Linked DNA regions of Xenopus tropicalis: region 1 is linked to region 2. The links are chromatin contacts, called in public Hi-C maps. All regions are on one chromosome and are shown on one strand. The core of a region is the stretch at or near the end of the contact, and the rest is flanking DNA. Distances in the headings are between cores, read along the strand shown.

What was found. Hi-C and Micro-C count contacts between places; a contact is called where the count stands out from the background.
Region 1: a Hi-C map of liver shows a contact between it and region 2, with 6 times the contacts expected there. The contact joins two enhancer-like sites. A contact is called at or near these places in 5 of 5 Hi-C or Micro-C datasets (brain, gastrula embryo, liver and 2 more).

The regions. Positions count from the first base shown.
Region 1 is chr2:42,491,030-42,496,484 of UCB_Xtro_10.0, reverse strand. No RefSeq gene overlaps it. Among named protein-coding and RNA genes, the nearest start is that of abhd11, 8.3 kb to the left of the region's middle. Within about 2 kb of position 3,129, at least 3 of the 11 cell types and tissues checked have an H3K27ac peak or open chromatin away from gene starts, as enhancers often do. A contact at or near this core is called in liver, where this site is marked.
Region 2 is chr2:42,425,411-42,430,815 of UCB_Xtro_10.0, reverse strand. No RefSeq gene overlaps it. Among named protein-coding and RNA genes, the nearest start is that of cldn4, 14 kb to the left of the region's middle. Within about 2 kb of position 2,940, at least 3 of the 11 cell types and tissues checked have an H3K27ac peak or open chromatin away from gene starts, as enhancers often do. A contact at or near this core is called in liver, where this site is marked.

The sequences.
Region 1 (5,455 bases), core at 1,880-4,379, 65 kb before region 2:
AACACTCCTCGTTTATGTTCAAGATTCAGTGCCTTGTGGCATTGGGGGAGGTGTTCTTTTTTCTCATAAAAACGATCAGCGCACTAGAGGCCACCACTTTAGATTACAGGAGCAGAGCTTTCATTTGAAGCAGCGTAGGGGGGTTTTCACAGTGAGGTTGGGGAATGCCCTTCCTAGTGATGTTGTAATGGCAGATTCTGTTAATGCCTTTTAGAAGGGCCTGGATGAGTTCTTGAACAAGCATAGTAGCCAAGGCTATTGTGATACTAAAATCTACATTAGTATTTATGTTGGTATATATGGTTTATGTATGTGAGTGTATATAGGTCAGTATAGGTTTGTGCTGGGTTCACTTGGAAGGGTTGAACTTGATTGACTTTGGACTTTTTTCAACTTAACTATGTACTGTATATACTCGAGTATAAGCCTAGTTTTTCAGCACCCAAAATGTGCTAAAAAATATCACCCTCGGCTTATACTCGAGTCGGGTGTCATGGGTCCCTCCAGACTAGCACCCTCTGTCCTTGTGTGCAAATTAGGCCACCCACAACCAGATCCTCCAGTGCCCTGGCCCGCTCCCAAATTCATCTTCATCTACCATCCTCACCTGTCCCATTCTGCACTAGACATTGCACTTTATAATCTATATAAACAATATATAGTTTTGAAGGATTTTAACACTTTGTGTTTCAGCTTGGTTGCTGATTGAGCTAAGGGGGTAGTACTCTTAAGGCAGCATGGTTGATACCATATTGTTTTTGTTGACCCTCTTCTCCACTAGAGCTAGTTTACTGTTTAAATAAATATTTAAAAACATATACTCCACTCATTGAATGTAGTTTTATTGGTATTTATTTTGATTATTGAAATTTAGCAGTAGCTGCTGCATTTCCCACCCTAGGCTTATACTCGAGTCAATACGTTTTTCCAGTTTTCTAAGGTAAAATTAGAAACCCCGGCTTATAATCGGATCGGCTTATACTCGAGTATATACGGTAACTATGTAAATACATGTTTGCCCTGATTAGCTAGAGGAATAACAAAAACAGATTTTTTTAGGATTAATACAAAACTATAAAAATATGTTTCCTATTTATTGAAATCATGAAGAACAAGGGGTTATACTGACCATTTAAAAGGAATGAGATGGACCCTAGAACTCTGTCTAGCCTTTGTGTAAAGTGCAATCAATGGAAACTACCCCAGGTCCCCATAATGGGGCACTGCAGAGCAACAGCTGTGTACAATGGGAAGTTAAGAAACTCCTTTGTGCTCCAAAGATTCATCTCATTCCTCAGGAAGGTTATAATTGTACTCAATATTGTGGCATAATTGTACTCAGTAAGGCAAGATGGGTCAGTAACACTTTCTATTTTCACTTGTTAATTTTCAGCAGTTTATGTGAGCAAGCATGTAAAATGCATCTGTTCAGATGATCCATGTTCATCCATTAAAAGGTGACTTGGTGGGAAGGAGCAAACCATTTAAAAAAAAAAAAAAAAAAATTAAAAAACAAGCATATTGCATGTTAGAAATTAACTTGGAAATGTTTAAATAAAATTTACAAGTAGGTGAAAATACCTTGAAAGAACTTTTCTTTTTAACGTGTGCCTTTTTATGTATGTATGTATGTATGTATGTATGTATGTATATCTTTATTTATAAAGCGCTACTTATGTACGCAGCGCTGTACAGTAGAATTCATTAATACAACAAAGTACAACAATAAATACAAATAAATACAAGGTACAGTTGCAATAAGAGTCAGAAACACAAGATGAAGGAGGTCCCTGCCCCGTAGAGCTTACAATCTATATGGGAGGGTAACTAACAGACACAAATAGGCAAATATGAGTGCTATAGGTCACAGTGGGTGACATTACAGTATAAGTGCCAGTTTCCAGATCAGGTGCTGGGCGAGTGCTCCATAAGGTAGTCTTTAAGTTTAGTTTTAAAAAGACTGAGGGAGGATTCTCTCCGGAGGACATCAGGGAGGGAATTCCAAATGTAAGGGGCAGCCAGGCAGAAGGATTTAAGGCGGGAAACAGCAGTAGTAGTGGGGGGCGCAACCAAACGGTTGCTCTGCGAGGAACGAAGGAGACGGCCAGGAACGTGCGGAGACACCAGGGAAGAGATGTAGTGAGGAGCAGAGGAATGGAGGGCTTTGAAGGTTAAGAGAAGGAGTTTGTAAACTATTCTTTGTTTAACAGGAAGCCATGATAAGGCCTTTAGCAGGGGAGGGGCCTGAACTCTCCTGGATGAGAGGAGGAGAATTCTGGCAGCGGTGTTTAATATAGACTGTAGGGGGGAAAGATGGGAATTAGGGAGGCCGGTTAGCAGCAGGTTACAATAGTCAAGTCGGGATAGGATGAGGGCATGCATGAGCAGCCTAGCTGTTACAGTAGAAAGAACGGGCCGGATTTTGGCAATATTGCGTAAGAAAAAGTGACAGGTTTTGACAGTGGTGTTAGTATGGTCAGAGAAGGAGAGACTGGAGTCAAAGATCACCCCCAAACAACGCATGGAATTGACAGGGTTGATGAGGGTGCCTTCAATAGAGAAAGAAAAGGGGGGAGTAGGACCAGGTTTAGGCGGAAAGATCATTAGTTCAGTTTTTGTTAGGTTGAGTTTGAGGTGGCGTTCATTCATCCAATTGGAGATAGCCAGGAGGCAGTTAGTATTTGTATTGTACATGTAATACAATTAATAGAGAAATCTAATTTTACTTCTGGTTATCATGAAACTCTAGGGGCAGAGCGGCAGTAACTCATCAGATGCCAAACGGTCTCCAACACACAAGCCTGGAGGTGGATTTCCGTACAGGAGATCCCATTAACAGTCATATGTTCTACAGCAAAATACACAGCATGATTGGCCGCGAGGAATGTAAATTGCTGCTTACACTGAAAGTGCTCTCACGAATATTGTCTGTTTCTACAAATAGATGGCAGGGTAGGGGGATAGGACAAGTAAACATGTAATAATCTATGACTTTGTAATCCAAGTTTCAACCTATATTCATCTAGTGAAGACGACTGAAAGTAGGAAATGTGCTAAACAAGCTAGTGTGAGTCACATCCCAAGGGCACTCCTGCAATGGATCGGTAGTTTCTCTGAAACAGAAAGGTATCTGTGAGAGCACAGCAGATCAGGGCAGGCTGAAACTAGCTTTTAGGAAGTTCTTACTAGTAAACATAGCTTATGTTGGTCATGTCATCTATACACAGCTTTATTGTTATAAATGGTACGGGGTGATGTCATCAGTTATAACTGGTGTTTAATTATGTAATTTCTGTCACATGCCTCACTGAAACTTGCATATTATAATGAATATTACACCCCCATGCAGTAAAAATGTAGGATATTATTAGTCCCTTCCACAAGCTGTATAAAAGCGCTTGTCCTTTGATTTGTGCCTTAATATGGTCATGAAACTCTTCACTGATTTATAATAGTAAATTAAGTCTACTTAAAACTCATTTAAATTTGAATTAAACCCAATAGGATTAATTATATCTTAGTTGGGATCAAGTACAAGATACGGTTTCATTATTACAGAGAACAAAATGGGAGAATAAATTATTTGATTAAAATGTTCTATGGGAGATGGCCTTCTTGTAATTTGGAGCTTTCTGGATAACAGGTTCCCAATAATGGATCCCATGCCTGGAATCTATATGTTAACTTTGGTACATAATGAAGCTGAACTTTTCTTTTAATAACAGGGAAATGAAAGAAGAATCTTTTGGGGGCTAGTTGATGGGGGTTAATAGGTTTGAGTGAACAGGTAGTCCAGTCATAATAACTACCCTAATCTCTTCCTCTATCTAATGTCTCCACTCTTCATACATTATATATTACCCTGCAATAATCCCCTTTATCTTTTGCATAACAAAGGAAGTACTTTTTTGTATGTATTTTTACACACTTATTACATTTATAAACTTTTTTAGGGAAGGCATTGCAGAAAAAGTCACTTTTTTTATCGTACACAGATTTTTCACATAGAATAGCAAATGTATAGAAATTAAATTTAATTCAGTTTAAAATGGTAAAAAAATCCAGTGTATTTTCTTAAAATATAGAATGTTTAAAAAAGTGGGGCAGATAACTCAGGGTTTACATATCATGTACTGTACAACGTTATTTCTAAAGAGCATTGTTCTGATATTTAGTAAATGGAGACCTTTTCATAGATTGCCTTTGTGTTTGTTTACAAGGTGCCAGTGTCTGCCATGTTGGCTTACCCTCCTTGGGAACATCTTGTGCCAGGAACAGGAAGGAATTAGTCTTGGAACGGACAGGCTGGCTACATACTAGACAGCACTCTCTTGCCCTTATGAGTAAAAGAAGAGCATGCTGATAACATGAAAAAAAGGCAGCATCGCTTCATACATTCACTTGCAACTGGTCTCTTTTATTCACTGCCAAAAAGCTGCATACCTTATTAAAATGCTGTAATCTAATTACAATGATTTAACATACAGTGCTCCAGATTTGAAATATAATCAAACTAATTCCTTCTTTATGGGATGTGAGCGAGAGACAGAAGGAACACTCTCTGTTGATTGTAAGAAGAGGAAGAGGTTAATCCCACAGTGTTTATTGCCCTCCCTTTCTGCACCTGTCACAGTATCGGTCATGTGACCTGATGGTTTCACCTGGCTACAGAGAACAGCTATAATCCATGGGGAGGCTGTGCCAGAGTAAGCAGGGGGGGGGGGGGTTAGGTAAACAGCAAAAGTACATTGCAATAACATGAGTAGGAAAGAAAACCAGCAAGTGTCCTGCTTAGACAGTGTCAGTAGCTAAATGCCTGGGGATAGGGATATGTACACTTGTGTATTAGGGGCAAGAAACAAATGAATCACTTATATACATATCTCTCTATTTATGAGTCATTGTTTTAATATTTCCAAGTACTTTATACCTCAATTTCCTGCACAAAGTGCAAAACCTAAAAAAAGCTAAATTAGTATTTGCTTACAAACTACACGCCCAACAGGTGACAGCTCGCAAAATGGGAGAGCCTCAGGCACCCTTCTAATACATAAAGAGAAAGTTTGCCAGCGTTTAGTTTGCCTTTAAAAATAATTTTTACAAAAAATTAGGTGTTAGTACCACACTTTGGCCAAAATATGTAAGCTCACGTGCCACGTCAAGGCCCCTCATTGTACGTGAGTCCTACACTGTCTAATGACTTTGAGTCTGTGATGCAATTAAAATAAAGTCCCCCAGAAAACAATGTGACTGAGTATTAAGACCCTTCTAATACATGTGCCAGGGAATATTCAGCGAATAGACCAGCAGTGGGATGTGCATTTCTTAGGTTAGCTGCGGAGCATAGAAAGAATCACAGGCTTATGAGAGTGTAACATACAAACACCGCATTAAATTACACTAATTAGTCTGTACTTATGGAGTTAAACTAACTCAGATAGTGATGTGCAGGTTC
Region 2 (5,405 bases), core at 1,691-4,190:
TACAAGCACACCTCTACAGAGAAACGGACCTTACGGTTTGGGTGAGAAAAAAATGTTGGTGTAGATAATAAAATGAAAATATAGGTTTTTTTTTTGTTTGAAAAAGGTATTTGGATGCATTGCAAAAATTGGAAATATAAATGGCAGATGTATTCAGTGTAGATAAATGTATGTATGTATGTATGTATGTATGTATATCTTTGTTTATAAAGTGCTACTTATGTACGCAGCGCTGTACAGTAGAATACACTAATGCAAACAGGGGGTTGTTGAGATAATAATAGATAAATAGAGTATAAATATATTTTTATTTATATAAATAAAGTGTAACAAAAAATACAGATAAATACAAGATAAATATAGTTGCAATAAGTTAAGAGTCAAAGACACAAGAGGATGGAGGTCCCTGCATCCTAGAGCTTACAATCTATATGATATCTATATGATATACAGATAAATGATAAATCAATGTAGGCTCATATATATTTTTAAGAGTGTACATAGCCTAGGAATACTAGTGGACAATAGATAAAGCAAATGTTTCAGTGGCAAAGTTGAATATATTCTTAGCTTACATAAATGGGACTATAAATGCGACAGAAACAATAGTTTTGTTCTTGTAAATGGCTGATTAAACATTTACCTTGAACACTGGATTTAGCTTGGTGGGCAGTTATAAGCACACAGGCATTTGAGTTATGAGGAAAGTCTTGTTCAACAGGTTTTTCTTTCCTAAAGAAAAAATGTGCATGTCTACATCTGGGGTCAGTGCAAGAATATCTCAGGAGTGCTCTTTATTTCAGGAACTATCATGTGACACAGGGCCGTCCCTTGCAACTGGAGCAAATGATATTTTAAAGAACAGAATCTCTATTTTCTGAAAATGGATATGTTGTTAGACTCTCATGAAAGGCTTTGAGAGTATTCCCTCCACTAATAGTGCAATTATTTATCATGGCGCAATGCTCCCAGGCGTAGCACCATCTAAACAGTCTCTAAAATTTGTAAAAAGGAGCAAAAAGCACTGACAAGTAATGCTAATTATGTGCTTTGTTTATTAAGCCAGTGTACAACATATTAAGGAGTTGGTAGCTCCCTTTGTCAGGTTTATGAAGTGATGCTGCAACCACACATGGTGAATTCTCTGCCTGTGTCCTGCTTGAGTATGCCGTCCTATGCCAAAATCAGTTCCTCGTGCCTGCACCCAAGCTGATGCACTCTCCTTCTAAAAGTGAGTTTGCAGGAAGTGGGGGGCAAGGGCACATGAAGCGTATGAATGGCCTCTTTCTGTCTTCGTTTTATAGCCAGACAGAGTGAAATCGATATGCTCCTGTATGCTCAGGGTCTGACTGGGGTGTCTTGGGCCCACCGGGACTGCGCCCTGGGGGCCCCCACACCAGTCACAATTTAAAACCACTGTGTTCCATACATACTCCTTGTGGCCACAATGGGGTGGAAATTCAATGGCACCTGCACTTGGCGGAGGGAGCAGGCCTGGGTCAGCGGGGGCCACAGGGGCCAAGGCCCATCTGGTTTTTCCTAGTGCCTCACTGGACCAGTCTGACTTGCTTCTGGATTTAGCTGCACTGACAGGCACAACTTTAACCGGAGTGTAGCTACACAGAGCAGAATTGAGATCACCCCCAAAAACATGAAAGTATATGTGAAGCTACACTCAGGCTGACGCTGTGCCTACCATTGCAGCTGGAAGTGTATAGGAGTGGATCCGCTTCATTCCGCCTGGCTGCAAGGCGCAAATGGAGAGGAGCATGTCATATATATATATAAACTTCATGTGCCCTTGCCCTAATGAAGTTTAAAAAAGCAGAGAAGAAGGACCTTTACAACAATGAATAGGAGAAAACAACTTGTGCTTCATCTTATCATTTCTGTAACACAGCACAAAAAAAAACAAGGAGAAGAATTGAGCTCAAATGTATTGCCCTAAATTTCAGTTTCAAACCCGCTGTCCTCATAGAGTCATAATATACTATCCGCGCAAGACGGGTAGCAAATGCATTGCCCAACACTTCTGAGAACAGGAAGAAACATAAGAACATAGTGTGTGGGTGATTTCTGTGTAAGGGAAACATCTGAGGAAGAGGAGGACATTTTTTGTAAGACTGCTGCCACTATATTAACTGCCATCGTTTCAAGTGGCTTATTTTCTGTTTTTTTTTTTCTGTACCAGTTTTTATGGGAGAGGCAATGTAAACTGCTGAGAGGCAATCGAGACAAATTCACATATTTCCTTTTCTATGTAACTGAAAAGTCACGTCACAAAGCTGAGAAACAGGTTTTTTTCCATTTGAAAATCAATAAGCCCAGACAAAAAAAACCACATTAGATAAAAATCTCTTTTCTGCTTTTCTGTCTCTATCCAGTTCTGCCTATGTGTAAGCTCAAAAAAATGCTGGTTATGTCTTCAGTTCAAACAGTGTTATCTACTGCAAGATAATAGATATTGGCTTAATTAATGTGACCCTCAAACTTCACTAAAGGTGGCCATACACGGGCCGACTATAGCTGCCGATAGATTTATCTAACTATGAGATTAGACCTCAACACAGAAAAATTAAATTTCTATTTAGGAATTTTTGGAAGTTTATCTATCAAATGGAGAACTCTAACGTTCACCCATTAATAAATACGCTTCTAAAAATCTCATAGGAATTAATTAAAAGTGGGTGAATTTTTCAGTGGTAAATTCTAATCTTATATTTGCTAAATCTGCCCCTTAGTGTCCTCACATAAAACAAAACTTGGATATTTTTTAAAATGACCAACAGTGTAACACACTGCAAGCTGGGTGTGCTTTCTGCTCTGAGGGGTGTCAGGGAGGCATGGAAACTTCTCCTATTGCACTGACTGTGTCCTGTTGCCTATCCTGCTTCTGGGCACACACAAACCTGACAGCCACGACGGAGTAAAGAACACACACCACATTTAGCACGCCCCTTCGTCTGTGTAATTCCTGCACTGCACTGGGATTGGCTATCCTTGCTGATTGGTTTAAATTTGAATTTCCTACCACAGTAGTAAGAGCTGCACACAAGAGGTACGGTAGTTTGTTTGTTACAGTCAGAGAAAAACCTCAAGACTTTGACATTGATAAAAAAAGAGAGGGGCCAAAAAGGTCCTTTCCCAAAGGAACAGGGCATTGCTCATGAAGTTTGAGCTTTGCCCCTGGGGATGCACTGGCCGGTTAAAGGTGGGCACAGATCAAAGCCAGTGCAACATTTGAAGGAGATCTGATACCTGATATCCTACCACACAGAATGCACTCTCTGAATGGAGAATAGTCACAACTGCATTTAGCCAAAAGCTGTTTAAACTATTTTAATGTTAGGACTTAAAGCTGCCATTAGTTTGGAAATGTCCGTATTACATAAACGGGTCACTATAATGTACAATGTAAATGTAGACAATCACTTATAACTGGGACACTGGCCCTGGTGCTATACGCATATCAGTATCCAAAATAAATAAATAACTATGCTTCTCATGAAGTTCTTTATTGCACAGATTAGTGCTGCGCAAAAGTTCTTATTTACATCCAAAAGTGCAGTTTCAGTCTCTGCAATCTCCCCGCACTGGGTTGTGTGTAAAACCACTTTGCCAAAATGCACTCCTTTCACTTCCATATAGTTGTGCCTGGCACTGCTCAGTCCTTCCATTCTGAATTAAGCACTGCTGTGCCTTTTGATACAGGGGAACCTGGAACTACCAGCACCTCCTGTCCAACTGATCAACTTTCTTTTTAGGGACACTACAATGAATATAGCAAGATAGTTTAAAGGAAACCAATGTATATATTTTATTTCTCTCTGCAGAGCCCCTCTACCTGAACTGCACCACCCACACTCCCTAATACTGCTCCATTTGGACGTACCTTTTATTAAAAGGCTGAGCAGTGCAATGAGGTTGGTGGCCCAATCACTGGCTGCTAGACATCCTTTTCGCAGCTTGTTGGTGACAAACCCTGACTAGGAAATTCAGGAGCACATAGCAGACGTGTTCCTTGCTACCAGAGAGCTGTAAAAAGGATGTCAAACAACTAAAGATATCATGTGCCAACCCTACTGTGCTACTCTGCATTTTGATAACAGGTCTTGGCAAACAAGCAGTATTGGGAAATGTGTGTGGTGCGATTAGAAGAGGGGCAGAGACACCATATGATATATACATGGGTTCCTTGTCCTTCAAGGGGCAATAAACTAAACTTTGTACTATAAATAGTACATGGGTTATTATATCTAATAAAAAAGTTATTATATGTTTACGTCAATATTTCTTATCAAACCGTAGTTACTTTTGATCTATGTTATGAAATATGTACCTGCAAGATTGGTTTTAACTGTTTGCCCCTGCATTAAACTGTGTGGGAGCTTATGTTTTTGACAATTTGGCCTTCTTGGTAAGCCTTACCTGCCAATTCTGCCAATTTCTTTACATGTAGTTGGCCAATTATTCCTCATACTGCATGTTTACAATGCTAATACCATTCAAATACATCTACAGAGTACTTAAGCAGAGTGAGGGCCATCGATATTACTTAGAAACATCAATAGCTGGCTTCAATCTTGACATCCCTATCTGCTCCTATAGCTTTCGGTCTATGCAGGTTTTGTTAGCCTGGATCACCAGCTTTTTTATCCTTAGTAGGTAGAGACACAGGTCTATTACTTCTGTTTTTTTGTTGCTATAGCCTTTCTCATCATAATACAAATATGGGCCTATGAAAAAGCTAAGGTAAATAGGAATGACCAGTCAGAAACCGGATCAAGGACACAACCACTTGCTTTGTGTGCTGATATTTTGTGTAGCTTTGACGTCTGTCCTGCCTAATTATAACCTGTGCCTCTTGATTAAATGCCAGCATTCACTTACTTTGTCCAAAGGTTTGAAAATGCCCTAGAACAAGTTATTTCATTCTTTTCACTGACTTTCTTGGGTAATAGCTTATTTAATAATGTTTAACACATTTGAGTTCCTGAGGAAACCTAATTATTGTAATTTATATTAACATATGACAGCAGTCAAGATTTATGTTTTTACTACCCATTCCCCATTGCCTGTTTGTTCTTCATTTCAGAGCACTGATCCGGCTGGGTTACCATGCCCTCTGCAGGGAAAAGCCAGGAACTGTTCCAGCTATAATTACAGGAAAATGAGAACCATGAGTTGCACCGTGTGACTGCATTCTTCTTCAAACCTGTCAGAATCTCTGTCTTTCCATGATACTAATTAATAATGAATTTTAAAAGCATCATTTATTACATCTGATACATTTTCATGGTCTCACAGAGATATGTCTGACCCTTTCAATTACCCTTTTAGCATTCTGTGGGCTTTACTGAACTTGTGTTTGTAAGAGTTGGCTCTGTTCTTAAACGACCGCACAC